Regions from separate parts of the Mus musculus genome. Here region 1 is linked to region 2. The links are chromatin contacts, called in public HiChIP or PLAC-seq maps. All regions are on one chromosome and are shown on one strand. The core of a region is the stretch at or near the end of the contact, and the rest is flanking DNA. Distances in the headings are between cores, read along the strand shown. Region 1 has its middle 5.7 kb from the start of Zfp362. Region 2 overlaps Phc2 (polyhomeotic 2).

Region 1 (6,972 bases), core at 2,416-4,915, 110 kb before region 2:
AAGGTTACTGCCAGGCGCATCACCTTCCAAAGGTGGTTTATGGGTCACTCCACCTTCTTACAGCCCGGAGCTCCTCCGCCCGGAGCTCCTCCAACTCTCTTAGGAATAAGGATTCCTGGGCATGTACTTGGCATAGGTCTAGGTACCCACTCTTCTCTGGACAAATTCTTCCACCAAAAGCCCAATAGATGCCTTGTTTACAGCTAATGCTTGGCGTTTGGTGGTGTGTTCTAATCCTGACACCCTGCCCTGTTGAAGAGAGATTACCATACCCATTTACATACTAGAATCTCAGGGCTGAATCTCAGAGCCCTGGTATTCTCACCAGAGATGGAGCTTGGTCCTTATTCTGTTGGCCAATTCTCACATGAAGAGCTTGAAGCCCAGATGCACCAAATAACATGCCCCGACAAGCTCAGGGATTTAACAGTATCAGGAGCTAGTGTCCAGTGTCCTGCCCTGTCTGGATGAGGCTCTGGCCTGTTGCTGGCCCTGCTCTGTTGGTCTGCCCCCCCCCCCCCCCCCCCGCCACTCATCTTAATCCCTGATCCCAGTCTTCCTGATGTCAGAGACAGGAGGATAGCTAAAAGGAGGCCTTTACCGCTGGGCAAGTGAGAACCAAGCTGAATTACAGAGCTGGAGTTACAGACTTCTGGTGGCCTCTGGACTGTCATATAAGCCCAATCAGGACATTCCTTCCTCCTGTTCAAACCCCGGTTCCTCAGCCTTCCGGATTTGGATAATATTTAACCAGAATTTCCTCCATACCTTGGTAGAAATCCAATAATGTGCTCAAGAGATTTTCAGTTCCCAGTGATTTACAAAATCCCGATCACTTCTCCATCCTGCTTTCTGATCTCAGCACATCTCTACTTGTCTTTACTCCCCACTCAGTCTTCCCACCCCACTCCCAAGCGCCAAGCCAGGATATTTGGTGCCACCTGACTGACCACAGTGTGTGTGGGGTCCATTTTGCTAAGTACTTAAGGAGACAGAAGATGTTTACATCACTTCAAGGCAAGGGCAGCAAGCAGAGCAAGAGATCTCCTGTCTCATACAGGGCAGTGAGCTACCTCTCTCGTCAGGGTCTCCCCTCTCCCCAGTCATTGCACCCATCAAGTAAATATTGGATTACAGATTTCAGCTCATCCATTCAGAGCACCTTTCACCTTCAAAATTTTGATACCCATTACATTCTTATGAAATGAACGAGCACAGAAGTATTGAGTTTGCAATCTGATATCAGAGTCAACTATTAGGAATCTGAAGACAGAATCATAGCTGGAATCGTTGTGTAAAAAGAAGAGAGTCTCATGAAGCTACGAGAGCAACCTCAAGGTTGTATAAGGCTGTCCTTAGAATTAAGCTACGGGCCCTGACAACAGGGTGAAGAAGGGTTTCCCTAGGTGAACAGACTGTGGGTGTGGTTAGGTGGAGCATCTATTCTGAGCAGAGGAGGACTGTGTGTGCAAAGCCTTGCGGGAAAATGAAATAATGAGTGGCTGGAGACAGACGCCAAGGTGGGAATGGTGGTAGTTAAGGACAGAGATCAGTAAGGGCCAACGTTAGATTGGGGGCCCAAATTCGCCATGTAAATCAGCGCAGAGCTTTTCTTCTTCAGTTCACATACAACTGTGGATTATCCCAAACTCTGAAGATATGTCTGCTTAATAATGATCTGAGGGGGTGGAGGGGTGGGTGATGGCTCAGTGGGGAAAGTGCTTGCCACGTGTGATGGGTATCTTTAATTGCCAACTCAACACAAGCTAGAATCCCTGGGAAGAGGTTCTCAGGGAGTGGTGGGCCACATTGAGATGGCCCATGGGCATGTCTGTGGGGTTCTCTTGATTGTCATAATCGATGAGGAAAGAGCTGCTCCAAATGTGGGTGGTAGTTTCATCTAACTGTCTCTGCCGAAGTTGGTTCCTTCGCTGATATGAGAACAGGCTTCTTCAGGCTTCCAAAGGTGAACGGAGGACCAGCAGCTCTCCAGGAATCTTCTAGGCTGCCGGTGCCAGACTGGAACTGTTGAAGCAGCCAGTCCTGTAGTCCGAGCAACTACTGAGCTGTCTGCCTTTCCAGTGCGAGACAGCTATATTGTTGGACTACCTAACTATATTATGTGAGCCAATCTAATAAATTCTCTCCCAATATTTACCCTGTAGGTTCTGTTCCTCTAGAGAACTCCAACTAATGTACCATGCAAGTGGAAGGACTTGAAGTGAAATCCTTAGAGCCCACAGAAAGCTACACAGACAGCGTCTGTAATCCAATGTTTCTATAAGACAGGAGGTGGGAGGCAGGAGAGTTCCTGTAAGCATGCAGGATGGCAAGTCTGGCATAGAGAGGTAGAAGGTGAGGACCTACATCTGAGATTAACCTCTGACCTCCACGTGTGCTGCGGCACCCATACCCACTCCCACACACACCCCACACGAGACATTTTTTTTTAAATAGTGAACTAACTACTCAGGCTCCCTCGAGAATGTGGGCTACCAGGGAAGCCTCTTGCTTCCCCCACGCCTGTCCTGCACTGAATTAGAGTGTCTCCACTTCCGCCAATACCACGTGGTCCAAGCTGGATTCATCCTTTGTGAAGAAGACTTTGAAAGTCTCCCCATTTGGTACCCCTACTTCCCCGCTTTGTCCCATTCCGGTCTGTTTGTTCCCGTGACTATATGACCACTTCTGATAGAACTTGGACCAGAAGTCATGCCTGTGATCTTTCCTAGGGAGAGGTGAACGACGAAACCTCCATTCATCCAGATCGGGCACCAATAACCGGCCAAAGAATCCATCCTACTGAAGTGACTCGAGTCTGGCAAACAAAGAACTGATGGGGCTAACTTACAGGAATGTGGGTGAAGGGCTCATAGGTGAGCCCCAAACAGTCACATCACTGAAAAGCCCTTCTCCACCATGGGTGATGCTCTTAATAAATAAATTAAAAAGGGGGGGCTTTATTGGACTGCCCATCCCAATTAACCACCACCCTTTAGCAACTCTAAACAGCACCTCCCAAGGCCAAATGCAGCTAAGGCAGGATTACATGCCTCTTGGAGGGGTCAGGAGCAGGTGGGTCTCAATCTCAGCTGAGGCTCCAGTGAACTTCCCTACCCACTTCTATTTGAAAAGTCTTTGGGTCGCATGTGTGTGATCACAGCTTCTGTGGTTTCAAGCCAGCAACACCATGCCATACTCAGAAGACAGAAGGCCATAATAGAACTGCTACGTTGCCTTATTTCTATAAAACCGAAACCCTAAATCCTCTCCTCCCTGGGCCCACACGAAGCATCCATCCCTCTGAATCATGTCACGGTTGCCTCGTTTGGTTGCAGGTCTGTTATCCCTTCCGTGTGGCAAGCTCTTCTTTGCTCTGGGCCTCTACATGCCAGTCTCTCTCCTAGAATCGCCCTCTTCCTGGTTTCAGCTTAAATCCCTTTTCCTCTGGAGAGTTCACCACGATCTCTTCTGTCTCCCGGCACTTCAGATCTCTCCTCTGTAGTGCTCATGAGCCCTAAATAAATAATCAGTAAAGGAATTCTTTGCTGAGCCCTGTCTCTGAGAGCAGACTTTTGGAGAGTTCACTCACATCACGAATAGCCACCGCGCTTCCTCACCGGGAACTCCATCTCCCAGCTTCTATTGCGGTTGGACAGGCCATGTGACTAGTCTTGGCCAATGGATGGTGAGGAATGATATGAGTCACTTCCAGGCAAGAGCAGTAGAAAACCCATGCTCTGGCCATTCAGACAATCTTAAGTTCCAGTAGGTACTGTTCAAAGATGTCTGTGACTAGCCAGTCTAAGGTCCTCGATGACTAGAGCAGGGGACCCATGTGGGCAGGTGGTACAAGCCGGCAGCATTCTCCTTCTGTGTTCTATACCTGAGGTTTGGAGCTCTTAATTCCCATAGTACAGTTTGGGTAGTACTGTGCTCCGTCTGACTGGGGACCAGGGTTTGTCCTCTGCTGCCTCTCCAGAACCTCGGGCCCTGAATGAGGCCCCTGAGTTGGCACTTGGGGAATGTGTGCTGAATTATTAAAAATATAAGTCATGGTTCCTTCCTCAATTAAATTACCCTAGCCTGGCATGAGGGTATGTGCGTTTAATCCCAGGACTCAGGAGACAGAGGCAGGCAGGTTTCTGCAAGTTTGAGAGCAGTCTGATCTACATAGAGAGTTCCAGGTTAGCCAGGTTACACAGTGCGATCCTGATAATTTTTTTTTCTTAAACACATATTTATGGAACAAATACATCTACAGAGCAGGTAGGATTTAGTCAGGAGCTGCACTGTCCACATTAGAGACACGGGAGGGGGAGAGGATCAGCCTCAGCCACAGAGAGCTTCCTAAGGGAGGGTAAAAGTTGCGGAATCGGAGAGGATGTGCATCGTCTGTAAGTTGCAGGCAGTTGTGAGCCTCCCATGGTGGGTCCTCTTAACCATTGAGCTCTCTGTCCAGCGCCTTCACCTCTCCTCATAGCTTTTAAATGGCTAGGCTAAAATCTGAAGGGTGAGTTGAAGCTGGCCATGGAAGTTGAGCCTGGGTGAAGGGAACCACATACGAAAAGGGATATGGCGAGGGTGGGATGGCCACTCATGCTGGCTGAAACCGCTTTGTGGGTGGTCAGAGAGGAGTCCCGCAAGGTAGGGAGGAGCCGGGCGCACACAAATCCCCTCAAAAGGCCCCAGCTCCGCACTCAGTGCCTTCAGTGTCCTTAGACTTTGGCCCTAAAGCCTTTTCTAGGGCTCTTCTGAGTGCCAGTGATGACCTCACAGTTACATTTGGGGACCATAGGATATTCAGGGCAGTGATAAGCTGAACCTTTCAATAATGCCATAATTAGCACACTCAGGGTGTTTTCTTTTTAGGCTTACTGTGTGTGTGTGTGTGTGTGTGTGTGTGTGTGTGTGTGTATGTATTATGTGTGTGTATATTGTGTGTGTGTGAATATGGATGTATGTGTATGTATGTATTCAGGGTCTCACTGTGTAGCTCTGGTTGGCCTGTAGATCAGGTTAGCTCCAAATTCACAGAGATCCTCCTATTTCTTTCCCTGAGATATGCAACACAACACCCAGTTAGAATTTATTTTTAAGGGCTATTTTAATATTTACCAAAACTTGGAGTATATAGTAGAGGGTTCCCCTTATATACTCCCACCATTCTTCCCTCATTATCAATATATTATGACTAAGTGATACAGTTTTCCACAATTATTGGCAGATAGTTTTACTGACATAACTAATTTGACTCTATAGTTTGATTAGAGATTCTTGGTTTTGCTTTAACACCTATTTTTCTGCTCCAATACCTCACCTAGGGCAATCACATTACACTTAGTCATCCTGTCTCCTCAGGCTCTGCCAGCCTGTGACTTTCAGACTTCCCTGTTTTGGGTTTTGTTTTGTTTTGTTTTTTAATGATCTTGACAGTTCTGAGAAATTAGGTATTTTGTTTCAGCACTAGTGGAGTGTGCCTGATATCTTTTTCCTTGTGAGAAAGAGTACCACCGAGGAAATGTGCCATTAAAATAAAATCATGTGGGACTGGAGCGATGGTTCAGCGGTTAAGAGCACTGACTGTTCTTTCAAAGGATCAACTCCCAGAACCTCCATAGCAGCTCAGAACTGTCTGTAACTCCAGTTCCAGGGGATCTGATGCACTCACACAAATACTAAACCAGACAAAGCACCAATGCACAGCAAATAAAAAACAATAAAAATAAAGAAAAATACCGTGAGAGAGAGAGAGAGAAAGAGACAGAGAGAGAGAGAGAGAGAGAGAGAGAGAGAGAGACTATGCACATTTGCAGGGTTTTACTGCTGTGAACAGACACCATGACCAAAGCAAGTCTTATAAAGGACATTTAATTGGGGCTGGCGTATAGATTTAGAAGCTCAGTCCATGATCATCAAGGTGGAAGCATGGCAGCATCCAGGCAGACATGGTGCAGGCAGAGCTGAGGGCTCTACATCTTCACCTGAAGGCTGCTAGTGGAAGACTGACTTCCAGGCAGCTAGGATGAGGGTCTTAAGCCCACACCCACAGTGACACACCTACTCTAACAAGGCCACACTTCCTAATAGTGCCACTCCCTGACCCAAGCATGTACAAACCATCACATTCCACTCCCTGGCCCCATAGGCTTGTTCAAACACATGAGTCTATGGGGGCCATACCTAAACATTGCATAATGCAAAATACATTTAGTCCACTTTCCAAAGTCCCCATAGTCTATAGCAGTTTCAACAATGTTAAAAGTCCAAAGTTCAAAGTCTCTTCTGAGATCCATCCAATCACTTAACTGTAATCCCCAAAGCAAGACAGGAAACCAGCTGGGCAAACTCCAAATTCTGCACGCCCATGGCTGAGGTCAAAATGGTCTTCAGCTCTCCAACTCCTTTTTCATCTTTGTTGACTGCAACAAACTTCTTTTCCTGGGCTGGCTACACTCTCTGTTAGCAGCATTCCTCATCAGATATCCTATGACTCTGGCATCTCAGATAGCTTGGGTTCTCCAAGGCAACTTCAGCTTCACAGCTTCTTGTTTCAATGTCTGGGATCCACACATGATCTTCTGGGCTCCACCAAAGAGCTAGGGTCATTTTTCCAGCTCTGCACTCTGTAGCACTCTAAGCTCAGGTTGATCCATTCCACTGCCTTTGCTGTTCTTGGTGATCATACCACGGTACTGGCATCTCCAATACACTGGGGTCTTCTGCTGCAGCTAGGCTTCATCAATACCCTCTCATAGGCTTTCTTCATGGTGCCAAGTCTCAAATCCTTTACATGAGCCCTTCAGTCCTGGGCCATCAATTGCAACTGAGGTTGCACCTTCACCAGAGTTTCTCTGGCTTCTGCCCTGCCCAGGCATCTTTTGAGTCCTAACATGTGCGTTCATGCTCCACCCCCACCCCCACCCCCAGCATGTTGGGCGAGACTGGCCAGTGGTGACCCCTCACTGGACT
Region 2 (6,473 bases), core at 2,239-4,738:
TATACAGGTGCTAGGATCTGAGTTCTAGTCCTCACGCCTGTGCAGCAACTGATACAGATGCTGTCTCATCTGTAGCCCACAACTATGACCTTGGCTAACCAGGTAACGATGGCAACCTCCAAACACAGGCTGCCCCAAAGGGTCGTTATCTCCCTTTTCCTAAATGTTGATCAAAACTGGGGTTCAGTTCACGTTCTAAGACATCACGCCAGGTGTGGTGGCACATGCCTTTAATCCCAGCATTTGGGAGGCAGAGGCAGGCAGATTTCTTAGTTCGAGGACAGCCTGGTCTACACAGTGAGTTCCAGGACAGCCAGGGCTATACAGAGAAACCCTGTCTTGGGAAAAAAAAGTCTTTGCTTTTGGCTGAACAGGTGCTGCAGAGTGTGTACTCAGGCCCTGTTGTCAAACACTAGTGGCATTCCTCTGTGGAAACACTGCCAAGTAAGAACAGCATGGCTCCCACGCAAGACTGACACTTCCCTTAGCCACTGGGGACACAGCTGTCTCCTACCATTGCTGGCCAGAGCCCACCCTTCTCTGTTGGCCTTGCGCATGGCTTCGTACCCCCACCTCCTCTCGTTGAGGGGCTCGTTTGGTTTTGTTCCCTTGACCCCGGTCCCCGCTCTCTGTGACACCTGTGCTCACGTTCACCCTCCACTACCCATGCATCTATGGCTGCACCCTGCTCTGTGTCCTCCTGGTGCGCATGCTCCTCCCACTGAGCGCTCTGGAAATAAAGCGTGCTCCCTCGTTCCCACTTTCCCCCTGTGTGATGCATCCTGCCCAGCTCTCAGCCCACTAATGGGCCCCTTCCTCTCAGTCTGATTTGTCTTCCCTCCCTCTCACCCCTCACTGACCTGGCTCTGGTTCTCTGAGACAGCATCCCTTACTGCTCAGCCTCCTCTCAGGATCCCTCACACAGGCTGGACCAAGCACATGTCTCCCACATGCACACACTTACTTGCTCACTCCCGCTACAGCGCATGCTCACTGATGATGCACTGTCTCTCTGGCTCCCTCTGTCTGAGCTCCTGCTTTTAGTAGCTACAGCTGTCTTCCCAGATGCATGCTCTTAGGGTCTCTGTGGACCACTCATGCAGAGGACAGGGAAAGGCAGGCCAGACTGGTTTGCACACCAGCCTTTCAAAGTGTGCAAAAACACTGACTACACTCAGGTGTCAACCACCACCACCACCACCTTCTGTTTTAGAATTCCTGTGACCATTAAGCAGCAATTCCTTCCCCACTGTCCAGCCGCCCCTGGTGGTCTGAGATCTGCCTTTATGAATCTGCCTTTTCTAACATCTTAGATGAATGGAGCTACATCTTCTGTCCTCTTCACAATGTTTTAAACATTTATTCACATTGTATCATATGCAACAATTGTATTCCTCTTTAGGGTTGACTAATACTCCTCTTTCTATATGTGTGCACATCTCTCTGTGTGTATGTATATGCATGCATATATTTGCATATATATGCATATGTATTTGCATATGTGCATGTGTGTCTCTCTGTGTATACCACAGCTTGCTTCTCCATTCACCTGCCTATGACACTCAGGTTGTTTCCACCATTGGCAACGGCCACTGTGCACAATGTTGTAATTCTCTACTATGTAAGAAGCAGTGAATCATGGGGCAACTCCGTGGGGGGAAATGTGGACATCCAGATGTTCTTGTGCCATTTGTTGAATTACCAGTGTTTCTGTGACTCACAGAGGTCCCCTCAAGCTACCTGGTATATGTCAGGACCTGTGTTGATCCTTCCTGTCTTTCCCACTTCTACACGCTGCAACCCCTCGGGCTCAGGATTATTGTGACTGACCTGAAAAATCTTGGTTACCTGGCAGTATCTCACCCCCGGGCTTACTGTTGTGGCTACTGACGCTGTCCCTGTCCCCCGAAATGCCTTCCTTCCAGTTTTCATTACCATACTGTTCAGGTCAGCAGTGCAGGTGAGTCCTGGGGAATAGCATGGAATGCTGCTTCCTTGAAGTCCTCCCCCTTCATAGTCAATCATTACGTCGCTTAAGCCATCCAATGGGAAGGCTGTTGGCACAGTTGGTGATTGCCTGTCTCACATTCATAATGGCCTACTGCAAGGAAGTCATGTTCTTGGTGTCTGCTCCTGTACCCATGGTGTCAACTGTACCCCTGCATGCCTGGAGCTTCAGGCCCTGCTCCTTCTGCTCCCTGAAAGCTTAGTTTCTGCCTCTTTTTAGAACATAAACTACTCATGGTTTCATCATAGCTTTTACCTGTGGTCTCTAGTCTACCCGTAGAGATGGCTCAGTACCACTGCCTGTTTACTCGACAGTAGATGCTTTGGGTATACTCATGACTACTGTGAGAGTAGTTATTAATGTCCCATTTTGTCAATAAGAAATTATCTAAGCCAAGTGTTCTGAGGCAGAAGGATTACTGTGAGTAAAGTGTTAAATGATGAGTTTGAGTTAGCTTGGACTATAGAGTAGTAAGATTGTTTCAAAATATAGATATAGACAGAGACAGATGGGGAGGAGCTATCTAATTTATCTAAGGGCATCACAAAACTGGCAGTCCAAAGCCAGGTGTGTTGACCTGGCCCACTGTTGCAGTGACACTGGGCCCAGTCCCTGTCAGAACATACCAGAGCAAAGTAATGGAGATTACTCGGCTGAATCCTCTAATTACTGTTTATCAAATATTTGTACAAAACCATCCTTCTACATCATTTATACATACACGATATTACACATATGTACCCATCAAACAGTTCCAGAAATCAGACATTACCACAAACTCCCTTGTTTTTCCTAGACAAAAACCAAGGCCTAGTTTCTGAGGAAAAGAATGATTTATTCAAGGTAACATGGCTTTGACTCTTCTAGGACCATGGGAGGGATGCCCAGCAGCCAGGGCTAACTGGACTTACCCAGCCAGAGGGCTGGGACTCATCCTGAGGGGAAACCAGAAGTGAGTTGGTCTCCTCATGCAAAGAGCGTGGAACACTCCGGCAGCATTCAACTTCTGCTTCTACAGTTTGTGTGGCAAAGCTTCCATCTCTCCCTCCTCACACGTTCCTTCTGCCTCAAAGCTTGGGGTGGGTGGGAAGCAAAGGAGGCCTCCTGGAGTTTTAGCTAGGGCTACTAACGTGCCTGTCTGTGGACTCTCGTTAGGGCCTGCCTGCCACATGAGAAATATGAATCTGTACATTTCACAGCGCCCATGCTTTAAACATTTATCCACTCCTCCTCAATTTCCTCTTCCTAGTCTCATTCCCCTTTCTCTTCCTTCTAATGACTGCCTTATTCCGTCCCAAGGCCACCCACCCCTGTGGACTCCCACTGTGAACCACAGCCAAGTCTCACTAATGGCTGACAGCCAGAACTAGAAATATGTTTTTCTCTGGTTCCAACTCACTGTGTGGTTCTGTGTGAGGCTGAGCTCCAAAGCTGCCGTTCCTGTTTCAGTCAGGCCTCCCTCCCAACCACAAGGGACCACTTTGAGCGATGTGCTGACTGGAACTGGCTTGGATAGCGATCTTATTACAGGTCTCTGAGGCCTACAGGGCTTGAGACCCGGCAGCTGGAGAAATGCTGATGGTTCTGTCCTTTCAGGAGCCGCCAAGTCTAGGAAACACTAGGCCTTTGTCCCCAGGGTCAGGGAAATCCATTTGCTGTGGATTATGGCTGTGATGGTGTTCCAGGGAGGCAGAGGGGGAAGATAGTGAAAACAGCTCTTAAACCCTCACCAGAGACCGCAGGTCCAGCGGGATGAGGCTTTCTAATGGGATCAGGGCTTGACAGGAAGAGAGAGGTCTAGGGCCCCCCCCCCCCACAATGGCTGCTCCTGGTACCAGCATATTGGCCTCTGTGTAGAGTCTGAAAAGGCAGCATGAAGGGTTCCTCCTGGGTGCCTCTCTCTTCGAGGGGGGAGACAATGATTGAAAATTCAGTTCTCTAGACTGAGGGAGCTAGGGGAGACCCCCTTCCACCTCCAGGTTGCAGGGTGAATCCCTACACCCCCATCCTTCGCAGAGCTCCGGCAGCACTGTGAAGGTACGGAGGCACTGGGCAGCTCAAACCTCCCTCCTGACCTCCCTCTGTGCCTGCCGTGTCTCTTACAAACCTAGATCAAGGTAAAGAGAACAGGGAGATGGCTCAGCGGATGGAATGCGTGCCCAGCAAGCTCAAGGGCCTGAACTTGATCCCTAAGGACCTAAAAAGCTGGACGGCTCACCATGCACCTGGAACCCCAGCACTGGGTGGCAGGGTGCAGAGAGGGCAGGATCCCCGCCCGGGCTTGCTGGCCAGCTAGTCTAGTCAACTCAGCAAGCTCCCAGCTCAGTATGAAGCCCTGTCTTAAAAAAATCAAGTGGATAAGCAATAGAGGAAGACACCTGACAGTGACCTCTGGACTCCATGCACATGCATGCGCCTATACACATGCACTCATACCCCCCCCCCCCCCCACACACACACACAGGAACACATACACACATGGCGGGGGTGTATGTAGGTAATCAAAGAAAGTAAACCAAGTATATTAAGGAAAGGCAACAAGACAGAAGTGTCAGAGGCATAGCTAGAGCAGACCACTGCTCTAGCAAGCCAGACAATGACCTCATAGCAAAACACAAGAGCGTGCGCTCACATCAGCAGCCTTTTCCTGCTGAGGCCTGATATTTCTTGGTACCATAGAAAAGGCAGATTCTACCGAGCGTTTATGCTCCAACCTGGTGCTGATTTGTTGACAAGCATTCGCAGAAGAAAGAGAAAGATTTGATCTTACCCCTTCTGGGCTGGGCTGGGGAGTAAGGTGTGAGGGCGGGGTTTGTCTTGGCTCAGGAAGCTTCAGTCTCATGGTTCTGAGGTGGGCCAGTCTCCCTGAGGTCTTTAGTGGATGTGAGGAGTGAAAAGAGGCAAGGACTGGTGAACATTGCTGTAAGCCAAGCAGCAAACCAGAGAGGCCAGAAGGACTCAGAGGAACAAAGTTCTCTTCAGTTTCAGACAACCTTGTTGGTCACGGCAGCCCTAGAAAGTATTAAAGTGTACTGCCTACATCTAACTCTCATGAGCCAAACGAGGTCAGATGAAGCTTGTAGGAAAATTGCAGAGACATAACTCAGTCTCGCCAATGTAAGGGCCCTGTGGGTCACATCAGGGGGTCCCAACATGTGGCCTCAGGAGGGTTCCCAAGACTGTCAGCTCTCAGGCCCCACTTCAGACCCAGAGAAGCAGAGATTCCAAGACTGGGGCTCAGCAACTGTGTCATGACCAGCCATGCAGGGTTTCTGATGCACCGAAGGCTGAAAGCCGCTGTCAGAAGGCCACTCTCAGACCTCTAAGAGATGAAAGAGGAATGGCCATGTGCCTGAGATGGTCCACATGAAGTGCCTCAAAAGTGCTAAGTTAGGGGACTGAGAGAAGAGACTTAACAAATGGAGTGTCTCCCCTGATAGAAATGGAAGAGCAGCTATGCAAAGGGGCACAGAGCTGGCTGCTCTCAGAGACATTCCCAAGGCATCTGCCCCATCTGTCCCATGCTGCATGGTCCAGCGTTCTGTCTCCCATTACCCTTCACTGAGGCCACTCCCTATGTCCCACCTCCCTAGCAGAATCGGCTTTTCCTGTGCCAGCCAGGAACATGTCTGTTCTTCCTAGAGCCCAGCCTTTGTCACATTTGTCTTCATCCATCCTTTGTCACATTTACTCAGTGTGCGTGTGCACGTGTGTGTGTGTGTGTATGTGTGTGTGTGTGCATGTGTGCACTCACATGCACACTGTAGAGTCAGAGGACAACTTGTTGGAGTTGGTTTTCTCCTTTTATTATGTGGGTTTTGGTCACTGAACTCAGGTCACCAGGCTTGGTGGCAAGTGCTCTTACCTGTTAGGCCATCTCCTTAGCCCTCCCTATCTTTGATCTGCCAAGAGGCCAGCTGACTTTCCCAGCAGGTGGTGACTGGTATTTTCATTTACACTGGACACTGTGAATGGCTAGCAACAGTGGCGTTGGCTGTGTGAAGAATAGACCTGAAGTCCTGCTGATACATCTCACTCCTCAAGAGAGCTCTCAGAGACACCAAAGCACCCGTGACACTATTCTGTGATCGTGACGCCTTTGAAACCTTGAGACAGCATGGACACATTTACTCAAGTTGGTGGTCCTGATTCAGGCTCAATGAACAAGGCCATTACATATAAAGTTTGACTTGGGGAAGGAGTAAGGAGACAGACAGGAAAGAGGTGTTGATGTGATGGCTGTAAAGACCCAGTTACTGTGCAAGGCACACACGGGAGATCCTGCTCAGGCAGCCTGGCCTCCAGCCCAGGCTGCACCATTAATTAGCTGGGCTTGAAGCATCAGCACCAGCAGAGATGATAATGTCCTACCTCCTACCTCACACAGACTCTGCCAAGATGAACCAGGACGCGTAGGCCTAAGGAAACATTTTTAAACAAAATTGACAAGAATTCAGTACAGTAT

The links. HiChIP or PLAC-seq counts read pairs in DNA pulled down with a chosen protein or histone mark.
Region 1: a contact with region 2 is called in an H3K4me3 HiChIP or PLAC-seq map of bone marrow-derived macrophages, with 2.3 times the contacts expected there. The contact joins two enhancer-like sites. A contact is called at or near these places in 1 of 39 promoter capture datasets (embryonic stem cells), 6 of 115 datasets of contacts at active chromatin or transcription factors (T-cell acute lymphoblastic leukemia, bone marrow-derived macrophages, embryonic stem cells and 1 more) and 3 of 9 other capture datasets (adipose tissue, liver and pancreatic islet).

What each region holds. Positions count from the first base shown.
Region 1 is chr4:128,808,289-128,815,260 of GRCm38.p6, reverse strand. No RefSeq gene overlaps it. Among named protein-coding and RNA genes, the nearest start is that of Zfp362, 5.7 kb to the right of the region's middle. Within about 2 kb of position 3,665, at least 360 of the 459 cell types and tissues checked have an H3K27ac peak or open chromatin away from gene starts, as enhancers often do. A contact at or near this core is called in bone marrow-derived macrophages and stem cell-derived neural progenitor cells, where this site is marked.
Region 2 is chr4:128,695,251-128,701,723 of GRCm38.p6, reverse strand. The region is part of intron 1 of Phc2 (polyhomeotic 2); the gene reads right to left. Among named protein-coding and RNA genes, the nearest start is that of Gm33712, 29 kb to the left of the region's middle. Within about 2 kb of position 3,488, at least 121 of the 459 cell types and tissues checked have an H3K27ac peak or open chromatin away from gene starts, as enhancers often do. A contact at or near this core is called in bone marrow-derived macrophages and stem cell-derived neural progenitor cells, where this site is marked.